2 separate regions of the Danio rerio genome follow, and region 1 is linked to region 2. The links are chromatin contacts, called in public HiChIP or PLAC-seq maps. All regions are on one chromosome and are shown on one strand. Each heading gives the region's core, a stretch centred on a gene start, on an enhancer-like site or on the middle of the called end of the contact. The rest is flanking DNA. Distances are from core to core; before and after follow the strand shown.

Region 1 (3,887 bases), core at 992-3,491, 250 kb before region 2:
TGGTACACTGAAATTACAAGTCCGTGTGCATATACACCATTGAGATACAATGTAAATATTACATACAATTTTATACTAAATGAAAAATTTGAAAGGCTTCATCAAAAGATAACTCTGGTGGTGTTTACATTTTTTGTTTACATCATGAATTTTTTTGTATTTTTAAGAATTTTATGCCACTAAACTATATTTAGGGAGCAACTATTATCTATCCATTTGACACTTTTTTTCATAGAACTAAAAATGAAAACTGTTGTTTAAATTTATTGTTATGAACAATGCACAGAATTTCAAATTTGACTTGATGTATAATGTATGCATAAATCAGTCATAATTAAGTTCTGGTTTAAATTTGAAGTTAGTATCTTTAGATTACTTTAATTGACTAAAATTTTACTCAAGATTAAAAAGAATTAAATTCAGTTAGATTCAATATATTTTATTGTCATTACACATGTACAAGGCAATGAAATGCAGTTTAGGTCTAACCAGGAGTGCAATAGCAGCAAGTGCAGGATAAAGGTATAAGTTATAACAGAAGGATGGACTGTGAACATTATATACAGGTTTTATTATCTATGAACAGAGTTTTACAATAGAAGAATATATGTACAGGCTGCTATTAATAATCAGAGGTGTGCAGGTAGATATGAACATAATTACAAATGTGTATGAGCAGTGGATATGTACAATTCAACATGAATTAGTGCAACGAACTGAAATGAATATGTGCATTTTTAAATGTGCAAATATTTAATAGTGCTGTGATAATGGGAAGAAAAAATTCAATGAAATGATTCTACTATATTCTTTAAAGTAAATCAGTTTGTCATTCATTTACAGTGGGTTCATTGCTGAATTTTCTGATAAAGACCCTAATTTGTTTTGTGTGTGTGCATGTTCACATAGTGGGTGCCAAAATGTGGTCAAATTTTAGAATGAAATGTGCCTGCCAACACTATAACATTGCTTAGTATGCTGCTCTACTCTTCCTGCTGCCCATCTCTCCAACACAGCAGCCTTTCAGCTTATCTCAGCCTCAACAATCTCCTGCTATGTTCTTTGAGCAGGTGCGGACAAGAGCTCTAATGATACAATAATAGAGCTAGACTGAAAATATAAAACTGTAAATCTAACATACAGTAATGGGTATTATGTGAGTAAGTTTTGTTTTGGTCAGGTCAGTATTTGCCCCTAGGAGAAGAGTGTCTGTCTGTCTGTCTGTTTGTCTGTCTGTTTGTTCGTCTGTTAATACAAAGTTAAAAAAAAAAAAATATATATATATATATATATATATTTTATGGTAAACCTAATCTGTTCTATGTGTTCATATGTATTTACCTATGTTTACCTGTGTAAGTGAACAATGTCAAATACATTTCTAAAAGTATTTACAATATTATCACACAAACTGTTGCATTTGTATATTTTTTGATGATATAAAAATAAGTTTTTTTAAAAATGCAACTTCTACAGTTTTTAATTATTAATGGCTCTGTTTAGTAACAGAGCTATTAAACTGCAAAAAAAAATTCTTAGAGTTTTTGTCTTGTTTCTAATAAAATATCTAAAAATAAGTAAATGAATGTAAAATTTTTCTTATTAAAAACTCTAGTAAGGTAAAATAAAATAAAGCAAAATTATCTGCCATGGGGTAAGTAAAATAATCATGTTTTCAACTAGCAGATTTTTGTCTACTAGCAGGTTATTTAGCTTGTTTTAAGGTAAATCTTCTTCATTTTGATCTATTATTTTTTGTAAACAACATTTTAACCTGTCTACAAAAAAGCTTCTACAAAAGATATTTGGACTTGACAAAAAAAGAAAAGAAAATAATTTTGTTTTTTGCAGTGTATGGTCTAAATGGTAAATATAAAAGCACAAAAAATGAAATATGATGTTTTCATGATAACTTTAACGTTAAATCATTTTGTCTTAATAAAAGGAATGTATTTGAGGTCACTATGTACGCATCTTCAAACCTTGTCAGAGTCAGTCTAGCACATAAATGCTGTAAAGACAAAGCCAACATCACAAAAAGACAAATTCCTGGCCAATACAGCAACATTCCTTTTTGTCAAGGCAAGGGAGCAACTGTTCCAAGGATCACAGAAAGAGGGCGCCTGAATTGAAGAGAATTTGGGAGAAAAGAGGCAGAAAACAATCAGCGGCGTCTCTCTCCACAGCTCGATGGCTTCAAAAGGTCGACGGTGACGTCAGGTCTTGCGCCGACTGTGATTGGTCAGCGTAGGTGGAAGTGCTACAAACGGTGTCATTCACAAAGTAACAAGAATACACTACAATAGTGATAAAGAATTCAATTAACTTCCATAAAATATTAAGATCATTTCCCGAGGAAATTATACAAACGGACATTTTGAGCTTGACGTGAAAGTAACTCGGGGGCGTGTTTTCCGTTTCTTCACTGATTTATCAGGAGATCACTCTTGGGAGATTTTTTTTTAAAGGTAAGAGTAAGCTGTCGACGGCGGTTAAGTTTTACGGCTTTAGTGTGCATGTTTTTCACAAGTATCACAAAATGTATGAACTCCACTGCTTAATTTTGTTGACTATCTGCATTTCTTTGTCGAAGTAAGCTAGAAAGTTGTCGTCTGTTAATCCTTTATGGGAGAGAACTTAAAGTTGTGAACTTCGCAAAACTAACGATAGCACGAGTCATATTCATTGTGAAATGTTAAACTGTAAATCACAGTGTATGTGTGTGTAAATCAAACTTTAGAAAACGTTAAAGTTAAAATGAATTCCCAGTGTCCACCCTTTGGTATGCGAGGGAAATTCCTGAATTTGAGTCACTGTTATAAGTTAGTAGGCCAAAATGACTCTGGTACAATTGTTTAATAAAAATGCGACTGTAAAGAACAAGAAATCATTTAAAATATTTTCCAGCTTGTGTGAGACCACCTCAGATACTACTACAAGTACAGACCTGACAGATGAATTTCCTTCTATGCAGTCAATGACACATACAGAAGGTTCTAGACATGAATTTTAAGATTTAAGGTTCTGGGCTGTGATTTTAAAAGTTCGGATTTGTATGTTTTAAACCCCCTTGTAAATCCCCTCTGAATATGGTCTGCATACATGACTACACTGTTAATGACCCACAGATTTGGGCTCAGTGAGGATGCTTTTCATTTAGCTTTTTCATTGAACTCTATTTAAGGTTTGACCTCTCAAGTTTGTTTTTGGGGATAGAAAAGTGTTACCTGCTCAGGGACCACACCAATTGTGTCTTCATAGGGAGGACAGTGCATTGAATCTAGCCTGATCGAGTTTGAAAGCTGACACTTGGCCCTGAGGATGTCAGTGAACTCCTATACGTAACTTGTATGGTTTAAATCAGATTAGGTTTCTTTACCAAAAGCAAATTCTTTATTTTTTTCCTCCCCACCATGTTGTCTAGCAAGCTCCATCAAAATGGACAAAGAAAGATATAAAAGCAGACCAAATGACTTGAGTGTTGTATTCTAATTCTTCTAGACATGCATGATGTGTTTGTGACGGAGAAACCAGAGTTTAATTAATTTTTACTATAGCTTTCCAGTCAAAAATGACTTTTCGCTCAACTTGTAAACCATCAAACATCACTGTTCCCAACATAAAATCTAGGTTAACATTCTAGATAAAACTTAATATAAAATATAAATTTTGGATGTGCTATCAGGAGAATATTTAAAAAAAACACATCATTTTTTTGCTTACCTACAGTATGTAACAGTGACGGCTGCTGTAGTGATGCAGTGATTGACCACAGTACTGTTCAAATCTGATTTCTGTTTGTGTTCAGGGTGTTAGTCAGAGGATGTGACTGGAAACATTTTTCTGCCCAAACCAAACCTCAACTGACCACACTGCTGCTCCAACTC
Region 2 (3,934 bases), core at 29-2,528:
TTTAGTAGGTACGTTTTTATCTCACACATATTTTTAGATTTAATCATCATGTTATCTAAAACATTTAACCCCTTCAAATGCTTTCTCTCCTATGTATATACAGGCCTGTTGCCAGCTAATTAAAATATGGTGGTTCTTTTTTCTCAAAAAGTGGACCCATTTGCAGTTACTCAAGGTTCAAATACTGCATTTTAGAGATATTTTAAGCAATAGTTTGTGCTGAATTAGCTTGTCAGATTGTTATTACCACACTTTTTGATGCAACAAAATTCTTCCTACATTTTTGTCAAGGAGCTATCATAATATTTTTATTTACAAAAAATTATGGTTATTTACAAATGCGCATTGAAACTGGAAATTGTAGCCTATAGGGGAATAACAAACTGGCCAGCTCATGTCCTCAGTCAAAATTTGTCCGTTTAAATAATAAAAGCCCTCTTTTAATGATTACTTTATTGGTTATTCTTCTTAAAGCCTTCTTCTATTGGTTATTTTTACAAGTCATGATGGCATACAGTCAAAACTTGGACAAATGAGCTCAAATTCTGGACTTTGTCAGAAGGGGGGTGGGTCTTTGGAACCACGCGAACCCCTCTGGCTACGGGTCAAATATAACGTTTTAATTGGTGAAGAAGACACAACAATTATGATTTCTCTTCTTAACTCACTAAACATAAACATTTAAAGAGAAGAAAGGAGAAATTCGTTTTGTAATCCTCACCTTGCTGGCTTAAATCTAGATATGTCTCCTCGGGGGAAAACAAGACATTTAATATCAGGAGTTATACTGGTTTGAAGAGGAGCTGATTCCACATCTGTCGAATCGTTGTGAGGGGTTGTGGGGTCCTGTGAGGACTTATGGACCTCATTTCTAGAACAGTCAATAGTTATGAAGTCTCTACACCCTTCAGCTTCTAAATCTGTGATTTCCCCAGATGCTGAAGAGAAGCTGTTTATTAGCGCTCCATATTTTTGTTCACAAAGCATGGCAACACGAATAGAGGGCCACAAGTCCCCGAACTGTACACTATATGTTTTGTCAAAGCTGTGCAGAGCAAGTTCAGTGGCTGGAAACTTGGGCCTCGTTGCTGCCTATTGGAACACAGGAGACGATATGAACATTTCACGTTATTTTGATTATAATACTAATACATGTGACCTTATTACTTACCCATTTTGTTTTAACTCGATACCGTCGCGGAATAAATCTAACTGAGTCTTTAAATTTGTTTATACAAAATCTCGTGCACACGTACGCTGCCATGTCTGTGTATCATCAAATACCGTCCGTCGTTTTTTCTCATTGGTTCCACTATAAAGATTTGTACTATTTAAACATTACAATGGAGTCAAAATCAAAACATGATCTTATAAATTCATGTAATGAATCATTTAACTAATTACATGACCAAACGTCATTTTTCATGTTAAATTAAGTTTGTTAACGGTTTCACTTGTTAGCTCTTCTTTGTGATTTCTGTTCTATATGCTTTTTTCAATTGTACTAACGTTAAATCATAACCTTATGTATTTGCTGTAGTTTAAAGTGCATTTGTAAAAGTAGGCAAAAGTATTGTATTGTATTGTATAGTGAAAGTATTGCTGATTGAATATGAACATTTAATAGGCGTAACTAATGTGTAGCTACCGTTCAGTTCTGCCTGTCTGGTATTTTGTTACTTTTTTCATTTAGGGTCAAGAACATGCATACAAAGTTTCAATAATTTGCTACATTTTATGTCAATTTGACCCATACAGGCAGACATTAAAAAGATGCAAAATAACATTTAATTTATTATGCATTATTTAATAATAATATCAACTCCATTCATTAAGGCAAGTGTCTATTTCTACTCTTAACCTAACCAAACTGTTGGAAAATCTAAATCACGTATTTAACTATTGCTAATTAAAGAACGTCCAAATACATAAATAATAAATAGATAAATAAATAAATGTCAGACAAGTAGGAGAAATAAGCTCATCTTAGCTGTTTTGGCTAACCAAACATCAAAATGTTCTGACAAAAATTATAACATTTACTTGAGTAATATAATGAGTAATATAATGACGAATGGGTACAACAATCAGTTTATTTTTATGCCCTGAGTACAAAAAAAATCCACCCATTCATTATTAATAGAACAATAGTCTGAAAATGTTTTAAAAATAAAGAAATGTTGTTTTGTATTTAGAGGTTAAATAAAAAAAAATACTACACTAAATAAATACATAAAAAATATATTTATTATACATAAATATTGTAAAAGGTTGAAAACAAACATGGTTCACATCACCCAAACCATAGCCTACTTACAGTGCATTCGGAAAGTATTCATAGCGTTTCACTTTTTCCACATTTGTTTATGTTACAGCCTTAGTCCAAAATGAATTAAATCTATTTATTTACTCAAAATTCTACACACAATACCCCATAATGACAATGTGAAAAAAAGATCTTTTGAAATTGTTACAAATTTATTACAAATAAAAAACCTGAAAAATCACATGTACATCAGTATTCACAGCCTTTGCTCAACACTTTGTTGATGCACCTTTGGCAGCAATTACAGCCTCAAGTCTTTTTGAATATGATGCCACAAGCTTGTCACACCTGTCTTTGGGAATTTTTGGGCTATTCCTCTTTACAGTACCTCTCAAGCTCTAGGTTGGATGGGCTGCGATGCTGTACAGCCATTTTCAGATCTCTCCAGAGTCGGGAGATGTTTAATAGGATTTATGTCTGAGCTCTGGCTGGGCCACTCAAGGACATTCCCCAAGTTGTTATGAAGCCCCTCTATTGATATTTTGGGGGTGTGCTTTGGGTCATTGTCCTACTGGAAGATGAACCGTCACCCCAGTCTGAGGTCAAGAAAGCAGGTTTTCATTCAGGATGTCTCTGTACATGGCTGCATTCATCTTTCCCTCTATCCTGACCAGTACCACCGCTCCCTATATGCAGTATACGCAGGCTGCGTAGGGCCTCAACTTCGGAGGGGGGCATCATCTCGGTTGCTCAAAAAATAAAAAAAACATTTATTTACTAATATTAACATAAACTGAGTGTAAATAAATATGTTGTTTTATACATAAAAAAAATAATTATGACGGACGCAAAAACAAACATGTGAAGTAATTTTTTCCATATGCGCATAGCTGCGTGTGCGTGGCGCGGCCCAATCCACTTATCTTTGCTGCTGCTAGCTGAATATAATTATAATTGATGCAAGATGCAGCTCTATGCCCGGGAAAAGACAACAACAGTCTGGAGCCGAGAAGAGGTAAAAAGTTCAAGGTGAGTCGCGTGCATCACTCTCAGGTAACTTCTATGAATCTAGAAAACATATTTTTGCCTGAAATTAGTAAGTGAATTAGTGAGGCTAACGTTTACCTTTAACACAACAGCACAAAAGCTGCCTTATGTGTTGTTGTTCACGTTCAGTTTTTGGCTTTGCTGCTATGCATTGTGCTTAAACTGTGACAGGACATATTTTATGACTTTTCACGCTTGCCCCTTTACCCCTTTTATGTTGATGATAATAACACAAACTCCAATATTATTATTAACTTGAGCAATTTTTTACAGTTCTGTATGCACACTACACTGTTAACCCTTACTATGCAGTAAATAACTGTAAAATAGCCAATGTTTTGCTGTAATAACAGGAAACAGTACTTTGCTGTAAAACAAGCAGGATTTGAATGAAATTGTGTCGTGCAAAGAATATATTACAGTAATTTACTTTATGTAGCCATCACAGGTAATTGTGATAATAAATGGTAAATTACTGTTCAACCATTACTGTTTCATCTTCTCTGATGCTTTTTGGTGCTATATATAGAATATTGCACTTACCTTAATGCAGGAAACAACGATTTAGACATTGACAAATACACAGTACGTCTGTCTTATTCTAAACTCAAAGTTGTGAAA

Evidence for each region. HiChIP or PLAC-seq counts read pairs in DNA pulled down with a chosen protein or histone mark.
Region 1: a contact with region 2 is called in an H3K4me3 HiChIP or PLAC-seq map of embryo, with 4 times the contacts expected there. The contact joins the promoter of gng12a here to the promoter of nsun4 in region 2. A contact is called at or near these places in 1 of 18 Hi-C or Micro-C datasets (an unstated tissue) and 2 of 4 datasets of contacts at active chromatin or transcription factors (caudal fin and embryo).

Annotation. Positions count from the first base shown.
Region 1 is chr2:10,760,348-10,764,234 of GRCz12tu, reverse strand. It overlaps gng12a (guanine nucleotide binding protein (G protein), gamma 12a), which reads left to right and starts at 2,241. Exons shown (of 3, transcript NM_213312.2): 1 at 2,241-2,468.
Region 2 is chr2:10,511,056-10,514,989 of GRCz12tu, reverse strand. It overlaps nsun4 (NOP2/Sun RNA methyltransferase 4), which reads right to left and starts at 1,278. Exons shown (of 6, transcript NM_001008649.1): 1 at 1,172-1,278; 2 at 722-1,092. The coding sequence starts at 987.